Regions from separate parts of the Mus musculus genome. Here region 2 is linked to region 1. A link is a contact called in public promoter capture Hi-C data. All regions are on one chromosome and are shown on one strand. Each heading gives the region's core, a stretch centred on a gene start, on an enhancer-like site or on the middle of the called end of the contact. The rest is flanking DNA. Distances are from core to core; before and after follow the strand shown. Region 1 holds the start of Col13a1 (collagen, type XIII, alpha 1). Region 2 has its middle 23 kb from the start of Fam241b.

Region 1 (4,171 bases), core at 1,584-4,083:
CAGCTTTGCTCTTCTTAAGAGTCTTCTTTGCAGCTCAGCTTCCTGCTCTCTCAGCTTTTATTGCTTACTCTTCCAGGGAGGGGCTTAGTGAATCTCGTCAGTTTCAGGGACTTCCTGAAGCTCATTTGAGTTGTTTACCTTCCTGATTAAGGAGCTTCCCTGTAGGACGAAATGTTTCAGAAATGTTTCAATCTGGGAGGAAACTGTTACCCAAGCTGTGACTGCAGATCAAAGTCAGTTCTTTCGTTAGGATTGGAAGCCCCCTACTTTGCTACAAAGCAGAAATTCCTAGTGACCTTTTCCAGACCATCACATCCCTGCTGTATTGCCTGGACATCCCTGAAGGTCCTTTCTTCTTCAGTGTCTTCTCGTTCATGGCTCTCATGTATCAGCTGTATGGGCACATGGCTTAGCTGCTTCTCACCTCTGAGTCCTTAGATGCTAGGACTCAAACCAAGCCTAATTTTGTTCCAACATTGATCCAAGGGGAAATGATGCCTAAAATAGAAAAATAGAACAAAAACCAAGCCACCCCTGCCCCAAAGAACCTCCAGAGGAAGATATTGAGACAATGCAGAAGAAACGGTAAGGGGGTCCCTCAGCTCAGTCAAAGCTCACTTGTTGCAAAACTCCCTCCAGCTATGGAGAGGTGCACACTGTCTGTCATCATTTTGTCCTCCTGGGTCCAATTTTTTTCCCATTCTGTAGATGGAGGAGGCAGCAGGGGTGTGTGTGTCAGCCTGCACCTGCAGCCATGAGCTCCTATGAGATACTACTTACTTACTGAGTGCCTACTGTCTGCGTTACATTCACCTCTTCTTTAAATCCTCCTGAAAAATCTAGATCCTTTATTATAAGCCCATTTTATTTAGTTAGCTTTTCTTTGAAATGAGATCTCATATAGCCCTCGCTGCCCTCAAACTCACCATGTGACCACGAATGACCTTGAATTTACCATCCCCCTGCCTCTGCCTTCCAAGTGCATGGATTACAGACTCGTACCACTACACCTGGTTTATTTTAAACCCACCATCGGAAAAGGGCTTTTTTTTCATTCATTTTTCTGACTGCATGGGGTCACTTAGAGCCTTGGGTTTGAACTTTTTTTTTCCATTGCGAGGCTCAACTCAGGCTACCACACCAAGGCTACCTGAGTCTTGAAACACCAATCTCAAAAATACTTCAGGCCCGAAATGTTTTCAGTTTTGCTGTGTCAGTTCAAACGGCATTTCAGACTGATCCGGGCAGGGCGTGAAGAAGCCTCAACTTGCTCAATTTCCTGTAGTGAACACTGCTGCTGAGAAACTCTCCAGCGCCCCCTAGTGGTTCTGAGTGCCTCTGAGTTCTCAGGCATTTGTACTGGGAGGAGATATCCCTTGACCAGGCTGGAGACCCAGAGGCCTGTTTGTTAATGAGACACATCAAGGAAATCTTGACATTGGGACTTCCTGGGCACCAGTCCTGTCAGCTGCATTGCTTTCTAGCCTCGTAGTAGTTCTCCGTGGTATCCAACTACCTAGCAGTCAGTCTTACATTAAGTCTATATAAGTACTGTATTACAAGCTCCCATTCCGTTAGGTGTGCACTCCACACTAATGTTTGCATTGCATATAACGCTCCTTCTCACTGGTCAACATGCAAAATGTAAAGTTTGCCTTGTTACTAGGAAAGGACGCTCACTCCCACACCTCTGTCACCCCCCACTTCCGGTTCACAGTTCAAGGGCCAGCCTACCCTCCCCTGCCCGATGCTTCAGCCCCACCACCTCATTTTCAGGAGTGTCTAGAGGCACAAGGAAATGAAAAGTCTACTGACAAACGTCACTCAAAGTGGGGAGCGGGGGTAGAAAAGAGAGGAAAATACCAAATGCAGAACTCCCAAAGACCACTAGCTCGTGGCAGTCAAGGAAGCCACCACAGGGTTAGCTTTGAGGTGGATAAGGGGAGATGGAGTGTGTATGTATGAGAACTGCCCGCCTTTGATGGCTTGCAATCCTAGGTTGGCTAGTCTGCTATGCGTCTCAGCTCAACATAAATAAGAGTCCCGCCCCCCTCCCCGCACCCGCCCGCGCCTGTTAGACATCCTAGGATAAACCCGGGCGATGGGCGTGACCCCTGATAAATTTCTGTTCTGTAGGTCTTTAGGTTTAGTTCTGAAAGAGAAAAGGTGGGGGGGGGGGTCAATACCGCTGCCCCGAGGCGCTGGGTTTACCACTCTGAGCGAATCTGTGGTTGGTGGCATGGTCCCACCAGAGACACCTGCAAAGAGCAGGGCCCTGGGTAGAAATGGTGAGGGAGAGATTGTCTGCTGTCACTGCAGATCTCCCAACTCAGGACGTACAGGACCAAGCAGGCGTCCAGACAGTGATTCAACAGGTTGCCCGCAGGGTCCCCCACACCCACCACCACCCACCACCCAGGCCCTAGGAAAGAGGAGTGCTGTGGTGCGGTGCATTGGGTGGCAGGAGGGTCCCCGATGTTCTGGGAAAGCGGGGTGCTGTGATGCCAGGTCCCTATGTCTTTGAGGTCTTGAGTGTGAATCTTTGGACGGGAAAAGGAGCGCAGCCTCCGCTCCACCCCATACCCCCTCCCCGCCTATAAATAACCCCAAGTGTCACTTCAAAGGGCACCAGGAGCCCCGGACGGGGGCTACCGAGGTCGGCGGGGCCCCGCACACCACGCCCCCCACCCCAGGCGACTTTGCATAAATAAACAAACCCCAGCCGCAGCCCCGCAGGAGGCGGAGGAGGAGCGGGAGGAGGGCGAGGGAGGGGCGCAGGAGATTAGTTTGGGAAGTAGCGCCCGGCGCTCATCCGATCCGCGCGGCCGCGCCGGCTGTGTCAAGTTACAGAGGCGCCAGAATCGGCCCCAGCGCGGCTCACTGCAGCCACGACCCACCTCTGCCCATGGGGCCCTGCATGCGTGCCCCTTCGCCCGGGGACTGACACCCGTTCTCCCCGGAGACACAAAACACCCAGAAGGACCCCGAGCGTCGCACCAGCCCGAGAACTCTGCAGAAGAGAGAAGGGAAAGAGTGGGGAGCGGGGCCAGATCCCCGAACTTGGAACATTCTTCGAAATAACTTTTTTCTTACTTTGGCGTACTCCGATCGCGTCTGCTGGTGGCTCTTGGCTGCTCCCGACTCCGACTGCTCATTTTCGGTCCTCTTTGGCGAGCAAAGGAAAGGGACGTCCTCTAGCCACGTTAACCCCCTTTCCCCTTGCCTCTCAGTTTGGATCGCGCCTCTTGGATCTCGTTTTTATTTATTCTATTTATTTATTTATTGGCTCTCAAGACGCGAGGGCATGGTGGCGGAGCGCACCCGCAAAGCGGCAGCCTCTGGCAGCCGCGGCCCTGGGGAGCTGGGCGCTCCGGGGCCCGGGACAGTGGCGCTGGCTGAGCAGTGCGCTAGGCTGCCGAGCCCCGGGTGCTGCGGACTGCTGGCTCTAGCGCTGTGTTCGCTGGCGCTCAGCCTGCTCGCCCACTTTCGGACCGCGGAGCTGCAGGCCCGGGTGCTGCGCTTGGAAGCAGAGCGCGGGGAGCAGCAGATGGAGAAAGCTATTTTGGGACGAGTCAACCAACTGCTGGACGAGGTTTGTGCCCTTTGTTGCTGCCTTTTATCCCCACCCCGAGGCGCCCCCTCGCGCAGTCCCGGGACTCCACGGGCCGGCACGGGCCGGCGCTCTTTTGCACGCTCGCCCAGGTTGCCTGTCCTAGAACTGTGGGTAGGGATCGCTGCTGAGCTGCCAGGTATTCAGAGCACCATGCGCGGGACCTCCCAGCTCCGGGAGACCCCGGGGTCTTGCGCTGGGGGCGCCCTACGCGCGCGGCGGTCAGGTGGAGAAAAGCAGGGCGCGCAAAAGGTGCGCAGAGGCCGCCAGGGCTGGTTGCGGGAAATAGTCTGGGTGCACGCTTGCAGGGGGGCTCTGGTGGCCCTGTCCGCTCCACGAGGGTGAGTGCTGCCTGGTTTTATGGTCACATTTGGAAGCAGGGAAAGAGAGTGAGCCATTTAAGGACCTAAAGGGACAATTTCTAAAGTGGATTGCTCTTTGCTGGTCCCTGTTTGCTGTTTCTGGCCCCTAGGGCCCAAGTGTGAGTTTCCTGGCTCAGTCCTCCTCAGGGTCCCGTTAACCTATGACTCTTCCGGCTGTGGCCTCTGGAATGATCCTAAC
Region 2 (3,915 bases), core at 12-2,511, 110 kb before region 1:
GTTTAATCCCGAAGAAACCGTCAGGCTTGCCAACCAGCCTGAGGCAAGGCCACATAAGTGCCAAGCTGCCACAGGAACCTCACGTGCAGTTCTCGGGCAAGTTTCTCTCAATGGCAACATTACCACAAGTTGAGCTCAACAATCCTATGCAAGGCGAACCAATATATCCTGTCTTTAGCAAACAATAGCAAGGCGGAGCAAACCAAACCAAGGCTCAGTGCTTTCCCACTGTCTGTGGGGTCATATTTATACTCTTTCATCAAGAGTCTTTTCACGTATCTGCTACATCCAAACATCCTTTCACCTGCATCTGCTTCAGGAAATAGTCTTTCCCATGTCTGTTCTTCAAAACATCCTTTCTCCTGTGTCTGCTTCAGGAGAGCATACAGTCTTTCCCCTGTGTCTGCTTTAGCAAGACATCCTTTCCCCTGTGTGTCCCAGTGAAACATTTCACATAACTGACTTTCCAGAGAACTAGAATCTTATATTGTCCTGCACTGCCAAAATTTAATTCCTTATGTAAAACAAACAGGCACTTCTGTGTGTACATTTTCTTTCATCTTTAATAAATATTAAAATGACATGCATTTGAAGAATTGTTTTAAGATATTTTTATAACTCCTTATCAGCAGATGTTTGAATGACTTGTATTATATATTATATACCTATATGTTCTATTTGTATTATATGCTACATGCCCAGTGTGGGAAATCCCTGCTAGTTAAAGTTGAAGTCTACCATTGTCCAGATAGCCTTCTGGGTTCAATGCATATTTAATTTTTTACTAACAGGGCTCCCTTCTCTGACCTTAGCCCCCACATGCCTCTACCTGCAGGATGTCACAAAGCCTTGGTTCAGATTACAGGTTCAACTTCCTTCCCCCATAAGAACCCATTCAGCTAGGGTCTGAGATTCCTGAAATGCTTCCCAGTGCTAATGAGGCATCTCAGAATCTTAAGCCTTCAGCCCATCCTGGATACCCCTACTTTTCTATCCCCCAAACTATATAAGCTTTGAATCACCCCCAAATAAAGTTGATCTGACTCCTAACAGCTGGTCCTGGCATCGCCATTACTGTATGTACTCACGGGGCTTCCAAACCCACCCTATCCAGGAAGGGAATCATGAGAGGAAAGAGTTTAAGATGCCCTGATGGGAGTGGTGGGCGGTCGCTGGAATTGGCAGTGCTGGGCTGTGGGAGGGCGGCTGCTGCTGGGCTGTGGCTGGGCTGTGGGAGGGAGGCTGCTGCTGGGCTGTGGCTGCCTCTGTGAAATCAGCTAGAGCAGAGATCGATTGCTCAGAGATCTATTGCTCAGATCCATCAGGTTAGCCTAGGATCTTCAGATGGGATCTCTCAGCCTGGTGCGGCCCTGAAGTTCAGGGAAGAATGACTACCAAGCCACCATTCTGATCCCCTGTGCTTTGTACCCCGGGGCAGGAAACAGATGAAGGAGAGGAACAAGCCAGAGCTAACGGAGAGACGGGAAAGGGCTGGGAAACAGACTCAAAGGGAGGAAGGGGACCCATGGAGGACACACAGATATACCAGCAGCTCAGCCTGGAGCTCTGGATCCAACTGACTGAGCTCCGTAGCTCTGAGAGCCAGGAGAGTCCCTGGGCCCTTCAGTTCTCATGGATTCTAAAGGAAATGGTAAACACAGCTCTGTGGCTCACTCCTGTAATCCTAGAACCCGGGAAGCTGGGGCAGAAGGATCAGGAGTCAAGGCTAGCCTGCACAGCAAGTTCTGGACTAGCCTGTGCTACATAGGGAGACTCTGTTTTTCTAAAAGACAGAATTAAAAGCTCAGTGAATGTGCCCTGGGATGACTCCAAGGAAAAACACCAGGCACACCATTCAAACCTTCAAAGAGCCCAGCCTTGGCTCGTGCCATGACTCATGGTTACTCCTGATTCCATGGAAGAGCAGAGCCTCCACACTTATATAAAGTCATCGGGGCAGCAAGATACCCTGTTGGGCTCAGCTCGTGCCAAGCTCCTGAGGGCTCCTTGAAACTTCCGACCTGGTTTAACAGTACTGCCTGGGTCTTCTGCCTGTCCTTGGATCATGGACCTTTGCAGACATAACCCAGGAGAGCAAACAATGGGTTTTCTGGTCGGGGAGAACCTTCTTTTTAACCAGGAGGGTCATAGGGAGGGCTAGGGATTCAGAAAAGACCAAGTCATGTGACCCACCAGGATCCCAGAACCAAGCCATCATGGAGGACGCTCACCAGGGCCTTGGCATGCCCAGCTTGCCTCAGAAGCTCTGCGTAGGGACCTTGGAGTTCACACCAGAAGTTTGGAGACCCTTTTAGATATAGGATGGGCAGGCTTGGGTGGAAGCCTGTACTTGGGTTCTGACTATCCTCTCAGCAGCCCAGACCCTGGGAACACTCCAGTGTGACTGTCCCCTTTACTCTGCCCCTGTGTCTGGTACCTAAGCCATTTCTCTTCCATGTACATATCCAGCATCCATAGGGCGTGTCTTTCCCGGTTTTCATTGCCATTCTGTGAGCATGCCCGAGATGGCAGATGCCTCTTCCTGAGCTCCACCACAGGGCATAGGGGCCAGGAGAAGCTGATGGTTGTTGCATCAGATCATCGGGAGCCATGAGGACTAAGTCATAACTGCTGACCCAGGCTGTACTGTTATACCAGGTCAGAAGTTTCAAGGAGCTCTCAGGAGCTTGGCACCAGCTGAGCCCAACAGGATCTCTTGCTGCCCCAATGGTGTTATACAGGTGTAGAGGCTCTGCTCTTCCATGGAATCAGGAGTAACCATGAGTCATGGCACGGGCCAAGGCTGGGCTCTTTGAAGGTTTGAATGGCGTGCCTGGTATTTTTTCTTGGAGTCTTCAGACTAAGCCAGGACTCTTCTTGTAAGATGTCAAAAGACAGGAGAGGATTCGACCAGCCTGGGAAGAAAAGATGCTTGGTGTTAAATACAGGATTGCTGGGCTGAGCTCATAGCTAGGTTGGGTAGAATGCTTGCCCAGCATGCATGAAGCCCTGGGCCCCCATCTTCTGCAGTGCACAAGCTTAGTGTGGTGCTGTGTGCCTGAAGTCCTAGAACTCAGAAGTGGACGCAGGAGATCAGGGTTCAAAGTCATCCTCTGCTACATGTTGAGTTTGAGGCTAACCTGGCCTACATGAGAGCCTGTCTCAATCAACCAACCAACCAAAAGCAAAGCAAACCAAAACAAACAACAAGAAATGTTCCACACCACCACCCCCAAACAAAACAAAAGGGGCCACTACTTGCACAGTTACAGAGGAATGTTTCTGGCTGGTCTTCATAGCTTCCTTTTATACACCAAAGGCCCATAGTGATGGAAGTAGAGACTCTTTCTTACCGACAGTGTGGGCGTTGAGCGTCCGCCAATCCACTCACTTCATTTAGTCTCTATGACTACAAAAGAGAGAGACCCAGAAAGGATGGATGAGCTCCCCAGGGTCACAGCCAGAAAATACTGGCTCACATTAAGGGCCTTCTGCCAAGGAGAGAGCCTGTTGGGATTCTCTACTCCTAGAGCAATGAGTTCCAATCCTGTAGACTTGGAAATTCAACATAACCCGGGTTTGAAGGGCAGATGGGCAAATGGGCAAATGGCAACACAGGAGCACCAGACTGGGAAGATGGTACAAAGGAGAGAGGCAGGAGGTCATGAGGGGCTGTAGGGGAGGCTTGGGAGAGGGGCGTCAGGCTGGTGGTTGGTACAGAAGGTTCAGACAGGAGGGCTGATGGGGTGCTCTGAAGTGAGGACAGATGAAAGCGGTGTTGGATATTGGTTCAAGCAACAGGGGTTCGAGGGAAGGAAAGAGGCTAGAGAAAAAAAGAGGCCAAAAGGAGGTTAAGCCAGAAAAAATAAACGAGGAAGAAGCAGAGGACAGTGGTGAGGCCCAGAGAGCGGACAC

The links. Promoter capture Hi-C pulls out the DNA fragments that hold promoters and counts their contacts.
Region 2: a promoter capture Hi-C map of hippocampal neurons shows a contact between it and region 1, with 2.8 times the contacts expected there. The contact joins the enhancer-like site here to the promoter of Col13a1 in region 1. A contact is called at or near these places in 17 of 39 promoter capture datasets (the C10 cell line, the HPC-7 cell line, cranial neural crest and 10 more), 37 of 484 Hi-C or Micro-C datasets (the C10 cell line, the C2C12 cell line, CD8 T cells and 26 more), 9 of 115 datasets of contacts at active chromatin or transcription factors (craniofacial prominence, embryonic stem cells, neural tube and 1 more) and 2 of 9 other capture datasets (adipose tissue and pancreatic islet).

Annotation. Positions count from the first base shown.
Region 1 is chr10:61,977,770-61,981,940 of GRCm38.p6, reverse strand. It overlaps Col13a1 (collagen, type XIII, alpha 1), which reads left to right and starts at 2,833. Exons shown (of 41, transcript NM_007731.3): 1 at 2,833-3,592. The coding sequence starts at 3,305.
Region 2 is chr10:62,086,572-62,090,486 of GRCm38.p6, reverse strand. No RefSeq gene overlaps it. Among named protein-coding and RNA genes, the nearest start is that of Fam241b, 23 kb to the left of the region's middle. Within about 2 kb of position 1,261, at least 12 of the 459 cell types and tissues checked have an H3K27ac peak or open chromatin away from gene starts, as enhancers often do. A contact at or near this core is called in hippocampal neurons, where this site is marked.